Regions from separate parts of the Rattus norvegicus genome. Here regions 1 and 2 are each linked to region 3. The links are chromatin contacts, called in public Hi-C maps. All regions are on one chromosome and are shown on one strand. The core of a region is the stretch at or near the end of the contact, and the rest is flanking DNA. Distances in the headings are between cores, read along the strand shown.

Evidence for each region. Hi-C and Micro-C count contacts between places; a contact is called where the count stands out from the background.
Region 1: a contact with region 3 is called in a Hi-C map of the A7r5 cell line, with 2.7 times the contacts expected there. The contact joins two enhancer-like sites. A contact is called at or near these places in 3 of 12 Hi-C or Micro-C datasets (the A7r5 cell line, mammary epithelial cells and psoas muscle).
Region 2: a contact with region 3 is called in a Hi-C map of the A7r5 cell line, with 6 times the contacts expected there. The contact joins two enhancer-like sites. A contact is called at or near these places in 2 of 12 Hi-C or Micro-C datasets (the A7r5 cell line and mammary epithelial cells).

Annotation. Positions count from the first base shown.
Region 1 is chr18:50,513,182-50,517,815 of GRCr8, reverse strand. It overlaps Zfp608 (zinc finger protein 608), which reads left to right. Exons shown (of 10, transcript NM_001107378.2): 4 at 2,617-2,704; 5 at 3,190-4,634. Among named protein-coding and RNA genes, the nearest start is that of Rpl15l3, 46 kb to the right of the region's middle. Within about 2 kb of position 2,010, at least 45 of the 93 cell types and tissues checked have an H3K27ac peak or open chromatin away from gene starts, as enhancers often do. A contact at or near this core is called in the A7r5 cell line, where this site is marked.
Region 2 is chr18:51,231,054-51,235,581 of GRCr8, reverse strand. No RefSeq gene overlaps it. Among named protein-coding and RNA genes, the nearest start is that of Zfp608, 620 kb to the right of the region's middle. Within about 2 kb of position 1,926, at least 68 of the 93 cell types and tissues checked have an H3K27ac peak or open chromatin away from gene starts, as enhancers often do. A contact at or near this core is called in the A7r5 cell line, where this site is marked.
Region 3 is chr18:50,812,816-50,817,387 of GRCr8, reverse strand. No RefSeq gene overlaps it. Among named protein-coding and RNA genes, the nearest start is that of Zfp608, 210 kb to the right of the region's middle. Within about 2 kb of position 2,922, at least 37 of the 93 cell types and tissues checked have an H3K27ac peak or open chromatin away from gene starts, as enhancers often do. A contact at or near this core is called in the A7r5 cell line, where this site is marked.

The sequences.
Region 1 (4,634 bases), core at 761-3,260, 300 kb after region 3:
TTGAACAACAACTCTCCCTGGGAGTGGAGCATTTGTTTTGAGCATTTTAAATTCAGACTGCTTTTAAGGGGGGAAAAAACCTAGGGTGACTTACTTAGGCTTCCTGGAGTTCAAAGTAGGCTTTTCTTTACAGAATTGTACTACTCTTGGTACAGACAACAACGTGGCCCACGTGGCTTCTAGGCAGTAGCAGGTGTGAACTGTTTTCATGAGGAAGTTGCAACTGCAGTTCATCCTTTGTGACCGTTTCAACCTGCGGCCCAAGATAACCACTGATTGATGGCCTGTGTTGTTAGGTCCCTTCCTTTTCTCTGGCCCAATTACCCTCGCCTGGCTTGAGGCCGCAGATTTGGGTACTGCGTGCTTGGCCTCTTGGCTGTATGGTAGGGATCATTGTGGGGGCGGGGATGGGGAGCCTGCTTCCAGCTTCCAGGGCTTTGGTGAGGGGCTCTGGCAACGCTTCTGCTTCCCCGCCATGGGGAGCATCCTTCCCCTTGCCCAGCCCTTTCTCCTTGCCTTGTCTTCCTGTGTTCGGGCTGCATCAGGCCAGCCAATCAGACGCAAGCGTTCGCTGCAGGCACGGGCCAATCGGCAGCCCGCATTTGCTGGAAACGCGAAACCCTTTGGGGAAAAGCAGTAACAAAAGCCTTTCACTGCAGACAAATGTTAAGTGTCTGTGCAGACTTTTCCTGTTTTTAATTTTATTACTGCAAGAATGGAGGGTTTGTTGTTTCTTTCATGTTTCCTTTCAAGCAATTTTAATTATACATTTGTGCTACATCAGGGACTCTGGAACGGAGTGATTTCAGCCTATTGCCTCTGAAGCTAAAATGCAGTAACCTTCTGGCAATACAGATACATTCCTGCACTGTAAATATAGCTGACATGCTAAAGAATTTTAAGCAGCTGCAGAGGTCTCTGACACCACACACAGTGCCCCAGAGAGCAGATGATGAGAAAGCCAGCCCAGTCTGCCCCTCTCTTCCATGCCCCACCCCTCTTTCCTGAAGGGACGTGCTCATAAAGACTCCTTTCCGATTGTTCTGTCTTGTGCAGTTTTTGACCGAATGCCTAATTACCATTGATTCTCATTGCAGTGGGATTTTTTTTTCCATACTCAATGGTTAAACTCCACCCCCACCCCCTATGGGAGAATCACAAAGGAATCAAGCATGATTTGAGGCGATTCTTCCTAGCTCCCCTCCCCACCCCCAGCTAGGCTATTGCTACAATAGTAGGTGGAATTTATAGTGAATAAATTTAGCTGCTATATAACTAATACAATCCCGACCATATGGAAAACAATTTAAGAATCTCCTTTTGAGATTTTGGGGAGAAAATTTTCCATTATCCAGTAGTTGAGCCCTGATCATTCAGATATTTTATCTTCTATTTAAAGATTCCCCAGTAAAGAGAGTCCCGTAGCTTTATGTGGTTCCTAAAATGGCAGATAGTTATAAGAGAGCAAGCCTCCCAGGAAAGACTTGGAGGAACGGTCTCCGAGGGCGGAAGTGTAGGCACTAAAAGAAACAAAGGCTCCCTTAAAAATGTTTCATTTATTTACCCTACTCTTTTGTACGTCTCCGAACATAGTTTCTTTACAAATATGCTTGAAGGATGTGATTTTTTTTGTTTTGTTTTGTTTTGTTTTAAATGGCACTTTTCCCCAAGAGAACCAGCCTCGTGTTAGATGTTGTTTCCCAGTGACATTTGGCATACTAAGCGCACTTAAGTTTAGTAATTCACAGATGCAGCTCTCAATTAAAGTGTCTGTCTGCAGAGCAGCAGAGGAAAAAGCAGGGTAGCTGGAAGGAAACACGTGTGTTGATTTTTTTTTTTTTGAGTTCTCTAATCCTCTGTAGCAAATGCTTACCAAAGTTGACTGAAGATAACCCCAAGAGCAGATGTATTGTGCACATTTATTTTCTTAAGAGAGCTATTTTAAGAGCCTCTGAGACGAGACCAAGCATTGACACAGAGCCCTCTCTGAGGTTGATTATTGTCTCACACAGGCAAGGAGGGGCGGGTCAAGAAGAAATCCCAGCTGCCCCAAGGCCCCACTCATTCCTCCGTGCCTATTTTTACGTATCTGCAAGGCTTTTTTTCCCTCTTAATAAAAAAAAGTTAGCATTGTTTTATATGATTGAATTGGAAACCAGATTCCTTTTAGTCATCCTCTGGCTTAAGCACTGGTAACTCGGGCTTAGTTTATGTTGGCTGCCTGCCAAACGAAAGCAATTATGTGTAATAATAGAAAAATTAAGAGGTGAATGTTACTGTTTTACAGCAGGACAAGGCAAAAACCATTTCCTTCTGTCAGCAATATCTTGATCACACCCTCACACACTCTCACCCTTTGCCCCACACTCCTGAGCGTGCGTGCGCGAGCGTGCACGCACGCACAAACACACACACACAGAGGGGGAGGGGCATATTTCCTGTGGGTTTTAACTTGAGGTCACTGAAACCAGAAAGAGGAAGGTTGCAAACCGCAGCTTTTGAAAGCCAAGTGAGAATAGAACTTGGCTGGTAAAAATAATATCAATGAATGAAGTGGAAATCAAGTAATAAGTGATAAATGTGACCCCATTGACCCTCCTCCGCTCTCCCCTCCAGGTGTCCTAGTGGTCAATGTCACGTGGAGGAACAAAACGTACGTGGGGACCCTCCTAGACTGCACCAAGCATGACTGGGCCCCTCCCAGGTAGGTGCCTTTTTTCCTTGCTCCTTCCTCTGCTCCTCCCTTCCCGTTTCTGCATGGAAACCATAGAAAGAAATTAATAATATATAAAACTCTTCCTGTAATTGAAACCAGGCAAAGGAGAAATGAGCCATTCAGCCCTGAGCCAGTAAAACCCAGATGCTAGCTCTCTTTTCTATCAGATCTCTCATCCTCTCACTTCCCTCTCTCCTTTGTTTTCTTCTTCTCCTTTTTTTTTTTCCTTTTAAATGGGAATTTGAACTGATTGAAAGCCAGCTCTTTGAGCTGCTTTCCTTTGATTCTCTGTGGGTGAATATAATTCTCAAGGTGGGCTGTTGTATCAGTACAAACAGAGACTGTCCTTCCCTTGACTGCACCTCACCATCAAGCTGCCAAGGCAATGGGTGCTCTTTGCTACCTTGTTCCCTGAGAGCCTACCTGTCTCTTTCGGAGATGCTCATTATGACACCCGTTACTTGCTTCTCTAGGTTTTGCGAATCACCGACAAGTGACCTGGAGATGCGAGGGGGCCGGGGCAGAGGAAAGAGAGCGAGATCCGCTGCGGCTGCCCCCGGTGCCGAGGTCAGCTTCACAGAGTCCAGAGGGCTGCAGAGCAAGAACAGAGGGGGAGCCAATGGGAAAGGGAGGCGTGGCAGCCTCAACGCCAGCGGACGAAGAACACCCCCAAACTGTGCTGCAGAGGACGTAAAAGCCAGCCCTTCCTCAACCAACAAAAGGAAGAACAAGCCCCCAATGGAGCTGGATCTGAACTCGAGCTCTGAGGACAGTAAGCCCGGGAAGAGAGTGCGCACGAATTCCAGAAGCACCCCTACCACCCCTCAGGGGAAGCCAGAGACTACTTTTTTGGACCAAGGCTGCTCCTCTCCAGTGTTAATTGACTGTCCCCACCCAAACTGCAACAAAAAGTACAAGCACATAAACGGCCTGAGGTACCACCAGGCACATGCGCACTTAGACCCAGAAAACAAGCTAGAGTTCGAGCCTGATAGCGAGGACAAGATCTCAGACTGTGAAGAAGCCTTGAGTAACGTGGCCCTTGATTGCAACGAGCCAAGCACAAGTGTGTCATCTTATGACCAGGTGAAGGCACCTGGGTCCCCCGGGGCTGGGAACCCCCCTGGGACACCCAAGGGAAAGAGAGAGCATGTGAGCAATGGCCCAGGTCCTATTATAGGTTCAAAAACTGGGAAGAATTCTGGCAAGAAGAGGGGCCTTAACAATGAACTGAGCAACCTTCCGGTCATCTCCAACATGACAGCCACCGTAGACATTTGTTCAGCAGCAGACGGCAGTCTAGCTGCGGAAATGCCCAAACTGGAAGCGGAAGGACTGATTGACAAGAAAAGTTTGGGGGATAAAGAAAAGGGCAAAAAAGCAAACAATTGCAAAATGGATAAAAACCTCTCTAAACTGAAAAGTGCCCGACCCATTGCCCCCGCCCCCGCCCCTACGCCTCCACAGCTGATTGCTATACCGACAGCAGCCTTCACATCCACCACCACGGGGACCATACCTGGACTGCCCTCCCTCACAACCACTGTGGTCCAGGCTACACCAAAGAGCCCTCCATTGAAACCTATTCAACCAAAGCCCACAATTATGGGGGAGCCCATCACCGTGAACCCAGCTCTGGTGTCACTCAAAGACAGAAAGAAAAAGGAGAAGCGAAAGCTGAAGGACAAAGAAGGGAAAGACACTGGAGGTCCCAAAATGGATTCTAAGCTGGGGAAGCTGGAGGATGCCAAGGTGGCTAGCAAGGATTTGTCTGGGCATTTTTTAAAGGACCATCTCGGTAAGAGTGAAGGGCTGGCCAACGGATTGTCAGAGTCTCAGGAGAGCCGCATGGCCAGCATCAAAGCCGAGGCCGATAAGGTTTACACGTTCACGGACAATGCTCCCAGCCCTTCCATCG
Region 2 (4,528 bases), core at 677-3,176, 420 kb before region 3:
TGTCCTTCAGGAAGAATGTTAGAATTTTTATCCTATAATAAAGAGTTGGCTCTTAGGGCTTGTCCTTTATAATAGCTCGTGACTCGGATTTTTCCTTGACTTGGAGAAATCACGCTTAGATCCTGACATGATTCTTGGAGTCATCAGTCTTTGTCTGCTGAGGTCTGATTCACTATATTTTGGGGTTTGTTCCTGAATGGGTACCACCAATGGAAGCAGCCAACTGATGCATTCCTGGTGAGCTTGAGTAAACCATGCCTTTTTAGCTGCAGTCAAAAGTCATGGGACATGGGATGATGGAGAAGACAGCACTGAGCCCTCACTCTTTGGAACAGCTGCATAACTTTGTTAGTATGCACAATTTTCTGAGTCACGAGTAAAGAAAGATGAAAGAAAATAAGGTTTTAAAAGCCTAGCAACTTCCAAACTCCTCAATCCCTTTTGCCAGTAAGTGGAAGCCATTCCTGCAGCTACAGCAATTGGACAAACAAGATACAGGGAATCCAGGAACAGAGCAATGGAATGTGAATCACACTGCAGAGAGAGTGACCCTGCGGGAGGAGTCGGATAACAGGAACATTTGATGTCCTTAGAAGTTCAGAATCTCATGTATGTCACAAGCATGATGGTCTATACTGTGTCAGCCAGTTAAACTCTGGATGCCATTTTCAAGCATAAAAAAATACAACAGAGGTGGAATTATATGATGTTCTATGTATCTTTTCTTTTGTGTCGGTGCTTTATTTTATATTTCTAAGCCTGAAGAATTAGTTTATTTTTATTAAAAGTAAGAGGGAAAAGAACCCACAAGAAGAGCTTAGCTTTTTGCCACATTCCATAAATGTAGCAAATTTTTAACTTTCTTGGTTTTTCAGAAAGATGTAATTGTATCCTCCAGAGTAATCACTGTAATTCACATGGCATTCAGTTACTCTTGGCCCTTTGCAGCATAAAACACAATGATTCTTTCTATTTCAACAAAAATAGCCTCACCCATCCTGTATCTCCAGGAAGCAAGGGGAGTCTGTTACAAAATGAGACATGCCATTAAATTGATAAGTAAATAAATGGAAAAGACCTGTAATCTTTCATAATCTATATATTACCTAAAGGTTTCATAAAGCAAAACTTGTTTGTAACACTTCCAGGTACCCACTCGCCTAAATTAAATAAAATTCACATATTTGCTAGGTGGTTTATATTATTTACATTTATCCATCAAAGCCTACTTCTCTACATATGGGTAAACCTCTCTCAAATAAAACAAACAAAACCTATGTCCACCCCATCTCTTTTGCAAGCCCACAGATTTGTAGAACATTTGTAGAACCCAGCCCTGGTGTCTTGGCAGAGCCCACTGTGAACTGGGCAAGGAGGAGGAAACAGTACTCTTGATGTTTAAATGTTGCCTGTGTTTCCTTGGTAGGTTTCCAGGGATTGGTTTCTTCTTTGGATCTTGCTTGTTTTCTTCCCTGTGAATTTGATCCTTTGGTTTTGTTCTTAATACTAATGGGATGTCATCAAAAGGCTAGTTTACCAAAGTCGAGTAGGTTGTTCCAGAACCAAGTTTTCCTTCTTCGCTGAGTCCGTGCTGTGTTTGTGGTTTCTCACACATGGTCCTTGAACATGCCCTGAGAACTGCACTCCAGGGTTCATTTTTTCTGATATTACTCACGGAGAAGTTTTCTTTCCCGAGCTCTCCAGACTGAGGTCACCAGCACTCTTCGGCTGAGTGTCAGGAGCCAATTAGAGCATTTGTTCGGCCTGGAATGCCTCTTCTCTCGGAGCCTGCTCTTGCTGAATTCGCTAGGCTTTTAATGCGATGGTGAAATCTGTTCTTGTTTGACTCCTACAGCTGGCTCTGATCAGCCTCCTCTAAAGAGGAAGTTTCAATTAGCACAGTTTCAAATGTGCTCCGGAGGTATATTTTTATGGCTACTCGACTAATAGCACTCTTTGTTCCTAGTGGTGTGTGACTCCTTAGCAAACACAGCCATTCGTGTGAGTCACAGGCTGAGCTTTGCCAAAGCCAAAAGAATGAGACAGCCAAATTGAATTAGTGGCTGAAACACATTAATTTATGCTAGATAAATGTTATTGTGGTCCCGTGGGCAAGTGCTCAGGTCACAGGCTTTATGAACTATTTGCAGCAAGAGGGCTTCCTGGCAGTAAATCAGCCAGAGCAGGACTTTTCGAAGGTCTTACAGCTACTTACTCTCTTGTGTTTCCTGAAATGGCCTCCGCCCCCTCCCCTTCCTTTCCATTAGGACGGCACGTCATTTTGTGCTCATTTTGTGATGTTTAACATAGAACCAGTTAGATGAATGATGTGTGTAGGCTCTGCCTGACTCTGGTGAAGAGATGGCCATTTATTGTGCCTGTGACCCTCGCCACAAACATCTGCCTGTTCATCACTCCAGACTCCAGATCTCCGTGGGTGCAGAGCTCTGGCTGAGCCCCAGCTCATGGAGGAGTTGTTGCAGCTGCGTGCAAACGGGATCCTTGATCCTTCGCGTTTCCGACACAGAATACACAACCAAGTCCTGACAAGGCTGTTTCTCTTCTGGGAAGGAATTAGATCCACTTAAGGCTGGCTTATTTCTCAAGTAAGAAAAGTAGGACTAAGTGTTTTCTGGCTTCAAGTCTGTGTCAAGAATGAAAGGGTGCCAAGAAAGAATTATGCATAAATGATAGTGTTTAAACTCGTTTCCATGTGTTTAGATCTATCTCTGCCAAAAACCTGAGAAGGCCTCTCCTTGGCATCTTTCAGAGGGAGACCACTTGCACACTGAACACTTTCTTAATAAAGAAATAATTGTAAACTGCTGGTGTTTGGGCAGGTGATAACCAGCTTACCTCAAAAAAAGTCTTCTGTAAAACTCAAAGAAAACTGGCGAGGCAAAGGGTGATGAATTAGTCTCCCTGCTCTATAACCACCTCTATTCCCTGCCTGGCAGTCATAGCCCTGGCAAATGGAGAGCTTCGGCCTAGGGCAAAAGCTTCGCAGTTGGTTCTAGGTTTGGGCTCTGACGCTACCCCTGATTGGTTTGGAAATCTTGAGCTGATTAAGACCCTTTCTATCCTCATGTAGATGGCATTGACAAAAAGGTAATGGTTACTTTTGCAGAGGCATTAAGACTGAAGAACAGGCGATGCAAAGCCATCAGCAAAGGGGATTGACCAAAGAGTTCTCACAGGTAATGGCCTCTGTTAATCACCGGTATCGCTGTCTTATTGGCCTGATTCAGGAGACGACCACCTCTGTTTATTTCACAGTTCTCCAGTGGCCAGTAGGAAGAGGTACTGGTGGAGAACAGAGGTAACTTCTTCCTGGCATATTCTATGCTTCCTCACATGGAGAACATCTTGGGCTAGTCAATATACCCTATCTAACTCATCAACCTTGACCTACAAAAGGCTGTGGCTACACTTCAGTTGAACACACGTTTACTCTTTTCGACAACATGGCTCTGACAGTCATTTCTAATGATTAGCAGGCAGCAGGAAGGGTAGCACATGACTGGTGCAAGTCCCATAGCTCACGACGACTTCAGTATCATGTTGGTGAATGCTCAACTATGGACTTGTAGATGGATGTGACATGGGCCCCATATCCACACAGATTCCCAAGACTTTCTAGATACCTTTTTCAGATTTTAAAAATAACACCATTTCCTTTGATTCTGGGAATGTGGGTAAAAGGGGAAAAATACAGTGTGGTTCCAGAGCCTTTAAGGTTTTTATTAATAAGTTCAAATTTATTTATATTTCTATAGCTGAGTTGAGAAATAATCAACCTGTCAGTTGCTATGGAGTAATCACTTGGCGACTAAGATGATTTTTGTGACATTTTCAAAGAAAATTCTAATTTATGTGTTTATGTAAGAATTTTATCTGTCTCCATTCATTTTAAATTGGAGTTCCTTCAGACCTACCAGATCCCAAGTCTTACCAAACTCCAAAAATGAATCTACAGTAGCATTTAAAACATGGACCTACTGAATATTTTGTACAGGCAATGAACAAGGCCCAATTCTCCATGGCCAATTTAACCTTCTAAGTCATCAAGTGTTTCTTGTGCTATGAAATCTTTACTGAGAAACTAAAAATTGTTATACCCTAGACTGGAAGTAGTTGTTGGTCTCAATACCGAGGCTTCTAAATAGGATGACAGTTTGACAGCTTTCAGAGGGAAAGCTCCATGAGAATAAGGACACAGTGTCCTTCCTTCCAGCCCCTGACCATTCGTCCCAGTCCCTAAAACAGTGACCTGCCATCTGCTTCCCAGACTTGCCCAAATGTGTACCTGGTTAATGAAAAATTGAACAGTAAAGTAGCTCCCCAATGATTCTGACTGCTTTCATCCTGGTTTACATTTGTTCTTTAAAAACAAAAATCAAAACCATTTCTTCATGGATCAAATTCTGTAGGGGGGAAAATGGCCTCAGTTACATTAAGGTAGTTTTATAGTAAGTAAACATGAAAATTTTCATGAGACCAACCAAAGCATACACATGGACAGACCCAT
Region 3 (4,572 bases), core at 1,673-4,172:
AATGTCCTATCAGATAAGAGCGCTTAGAAAGAGAGAGACCAAAACCCAAGGAGCAATGGGCAGCGATGGAGGGCTAGGGGGAGGGACAGAAGAGCAGAAAGACATGAAACAGCAAATTCTTCAAAGGCTTGCAGTAGAGTTTCTTCTCAGAATGGACGAAACTGCTCATAGATGTGCATGAAGCCTCATTCTGCCATGCCCCTCCTTTCTCTCCATGTCAGTGAACCCTATTGTGGATTGGTATGTGGAGGAATATTAGGAACTGGGTATCAAGGGAAGTTATTTTGGCCAAGAGCCTTAGCTGACTCCCACATAGGCTGGATGAAAAACAGACTGAGGTGAAGGTGTCTAGCAAAGGCAGAGGGGATTTCCCGTGAGGTGTAGCCAATGGGTAGGTCTCTAGGGGAAGAAAGACAATTCCTGGCATCCCTCCAGAGCAAAATGTGGCAAGTGGAACCAGGAAGGAAATGTAGGGGGCAGTGGGAATGGGACGACCATTGGAAGGTAATGGTGAACATCTGGGCAGACGGCTTCTGTGGTAAACTGCTGGCTGTGCATGTGTGAGAACCTGAGTCTGGGTTACCAGCGCTCACATAAAAACTTGACACAGCAGCACTGTGCTGGGAGGAGACAGTGAGACAGTTTTCCCAGGACTGGCTGACTAGTCAGACTAAAACTGAAACAATGAACTCTCTGGTCACTGAGAGATCCTGGCTCATGACAAGATAGCAGAGGAAGATCCTGGACATTGACTTGTACATGCTCATACACACACAACCGGAACAATACCTACACAAACATGTGTACACCATGGACACAGAGAGCGAGAGGAGAATGATGAGGAGGAGAGGGAAGAAAGGAAGAAAAGAAGGAAGAAAGGAAGGCAGGGAGAAAGAAAGAAAAAAGGAAGGAAGGAAGATAGGAAGGGTGGAAGGAAGGAAGGAGGAGGAAGGGAGGAAGGGAGGAAGGAAGGAAGGAAGGAAGGAAGGAAGGAAGGAAGGAAGGAAGGAAATGACGAACCATTAATCTGGTAGGTAAAAGGAAAAGATGAAGAGAATGGAAAATATTACAAAGGAAAGGTTGGTGTTTAGGAGTCTATCACTGTGCTGAATGTGATGACGCACAGGTCTGTAAGTGATACAGACAAATTAGAGGTTCCTTAATAAGAGTGATGGAAGCTTTCTCTCAGGGGAACATCACTCTGGGAACTAAGGTTCCAGACATCAACAGCTACTCAAGTCATTAAGACCAGTGACTTCTGAGTTCCTTGTCCCTTGAACCCAAAGGATGAGTTTCACAGACAAAGAGGGAAAATTATTATAAATCTACAGAAGAGAGCTTAAGAGAAATCAAGCAAAACAGAGCTCCTGCATAGCAAGGGCGGGCCCGATAGAAGGGTTGCCATCTAACTGTCTGATTCTGGACTTTCTAAAGGGCTTAAGGCAGAATCTGGGCTGAGGCACAGAGAGCTGAGTCAGTCTAGTCAGCCTATCCATAAGGGCTCTGCTGACTTCTTGGGTGCAGTGATGCCTCTGCTATATCTTTCGTGCAGGGGAGCAGCTCTGGGTGGTGAGAAAAGAAAAGGAAGGGGGCAAGAAGCCAGAGTAGGTAGTGCAGTCTCTCTGGGCAGGACAGAACCAAGAATATTTCCAACGTCTAACAAAAACAAGAGGAGAGGCAGATCTGCTGCCTTCAACATCCCTGCCCTGAACTGCCTGACCAGATTCCCTCTCCTGTTCTCCATATTAGGTTGGAAATGTTAACAACAAAGAAAAAAAAATACATTATATAACATAACAAACTCTCCAAACTCTACTCTTGCTTATCCACTACACAATAGCACCTTTGCACTTTGAAGTAGTAGTTTAAACATACACATACACATGTGCACATGCACACACACACACACACACAAACACACACACACATACACACACCATCATTTCTCTCTCTGTCTCTCTGTGTCTGTCTTTCTCTCTCTCACACACACAAGCACACACACACACACACACACACACACACACACCACCCTGTCTTTACATACCTCACCCTGTCTTTACACACCCCACCCTGTCTTTATAAATCCTACTCTGTCTCTTTCTCTCTGTGTGTCTCTGCATGTCTCTGTCTCTCTCTCTCTCTCAAACACAAACACACACACACACACACACACACACACACACACACACACGCACACACACACACACACACACCTGCCACAAGGCTTTAGAAAATTTGGTTGAAATCTTCATTCTTAAACTTGAACCTCAAAGTGCTCTCATGCAGAAAAGCTCTGTGTGCCTCAGAGCCCTGAAGACACAAGGAGGCCTGTGCAGCTCCCTGCTTTCCAAGTGACTAATAAAAGGTGTCTTGGCTGTGCTCCATTCCGGCAGGCAAATAGTGTGCCGATTAGTAAGTTACCTTGCCCTAACTCTAGCTGGATGAAAACAAATGACTTTCAGCAAACTCATTTTGTCTCCAACTCTTTGCCAGGAACAGAAAACAGATTCCTTGTGTTCCAGGGCAGAAGAGAAGCAATACCAAGTGGTAGATGGGGTCTGTTTTCTGTTCCTCCCAAGTTCAAAGAGAAGAATTGTTTGCTAGAACAAAATTCTCAAACTTAAAAAAAAAAAGAAAAGGATTCTTATCATTCATTTAGCTTAATAACACAACACGTATATTTGTCAATCAAATTAGAATTACTGTCAGCCCGTAATGCATTTTCGTTTAGCCAATATCAGTCAGTCCTGATTTATTTGCTTAATACAAAATCTAATTGAGTTTCAGGCTGCTTTCCTCTCAGCTGTTAACCGACCAAGTACATCTTTAATTTCCAAGAGCGATGGCGTGCTAGCCATAGAGAGGAAGAACGATCTGCAGCCGGCCCCAGAAGGGTGCCAAAACTCTTCACGCTTTAAACAACAGCCTTTATTATTCTGTAAGTGGATGTGTTGAATTTTCATGCTTTTGTTTCGAGTTCAGTCCTGACAGCAAAGAATAAAGTAGATTTTGCCAGCACCCCTGCTGTGCCCTGGGGGAGAAATTCAATGTGACTCATTTGTCTTAATTGGAGACCCGCCTTCAGCACCAGCTTCTTCTATGAATACATTAGCATAACAGACAAAATCCAAGCCTACTTTTGTAGCAATAGGCCCCCCACCCCTACACACACACACACACACACACACACACACACACATACTTTTTTTTTTAAAGACTAATAAAATCTGCAAGTGAAGTGGGTTTGGTCTCCTGGATTCCTTAGACTTGTGCTTGTAAAATTCATCAAGCTTGTTCTATCTCGGTGCTGTTATTAGAGCCAGTCATGAAGAATGTGATAAATATCGCACATGACAGCAAGCTGAAGGCCTCTCTTTATTCTTCATAATGTGCTAATCCCACAGCCTTGTTCTTTGACTGGTTATGCAGCTTTTTCCGTGGGGAGAGTTGGTTTTACACAGACGTGGCGACTGTGGAGCTGTTCTGAACGAGTGGGGAGGGGGCAGGGGACTTAGTGGCGAAAGAAAAATCCTTACTTAGGTGAATTTATTAACAGTAAAACAAATGTGGTTGTCTCCTTCAAGCCAGGATGTTAAACTCTTGCCAGTTTATGGGAGAAATATTCAATTTGTCTTCAGGTTTTTCATATGACAAAAGGGCTCCGTGTCTGGACAAACAGCCTGGCTGCTTAAATCATTTCCTTGCCCAGATCCCTCTCTATCAGATTGAACTAATGGAATTTAAAGGTGGCTATTTCAAAGGAAATATTTCCTCCCCATGTTCCCTGGGCCAGAGTTAATTCTTTGAGCACATCTGTTCACCTTGTTTGCCTCGGCCAGTGTGTGAAGGAGATGAAAAGCGAGGAAAAAAAGTATCCCCCCCCCCAAGAAAAAAAAAATATATCCTGGAAGTGTATCTGCCTCTCAAAAATTACCTAACAAATCTCTATCTGTCTCTGTCTCTTTCTCTCTCCTTCCGTCCCTTCCCCACTCTCTCTACCTCCCCCAACACCTCCCTCCCTCCCTTTGCCCCCACTTTCCTTGTCTGCAACTAACATTCACCACCTCATTTCCTAGAATGCTTCCAGGAATTTCAAATAAGATAGGGTATTGGGTCTGTGGGTCTGTGCGCTTTTGTTCTTGCTGTAAAGCACTTGTTTTGTTTTGCATTATTCTGTATGCCCACTTAAAAATTAAATACAGTTTGAGTCAAGTCCTCCCGGGTAAAGAGAAGGCAAAATCATTTTTGGAATAATAATGAGGAGATACAGAAATTCTTATGACCCAGAGAGAATCAATTCTTCCTTCTATGTAAATCCCAACAGGAGTTTTGCCACATTTAAAAGCTGAGATGGCTTCCTAAGAAGCTTCCAGGGAAAACAGAGACTGAGGCTGGCACCTCCCACCCCTGGCATTCTCCTCAACCCAATAAACAATTGACAGGCTGTGCTGAGGCAGTGTGTGTCAGGAACTGGGAAAGAAAGGTTTGCTTTCTTGTGTAAATGAATATAAAAGGAATCACTTGGCTTGATCGGTCCTGTAAGAGGCCGTCAGCTGGCCACTTTATTGCTTG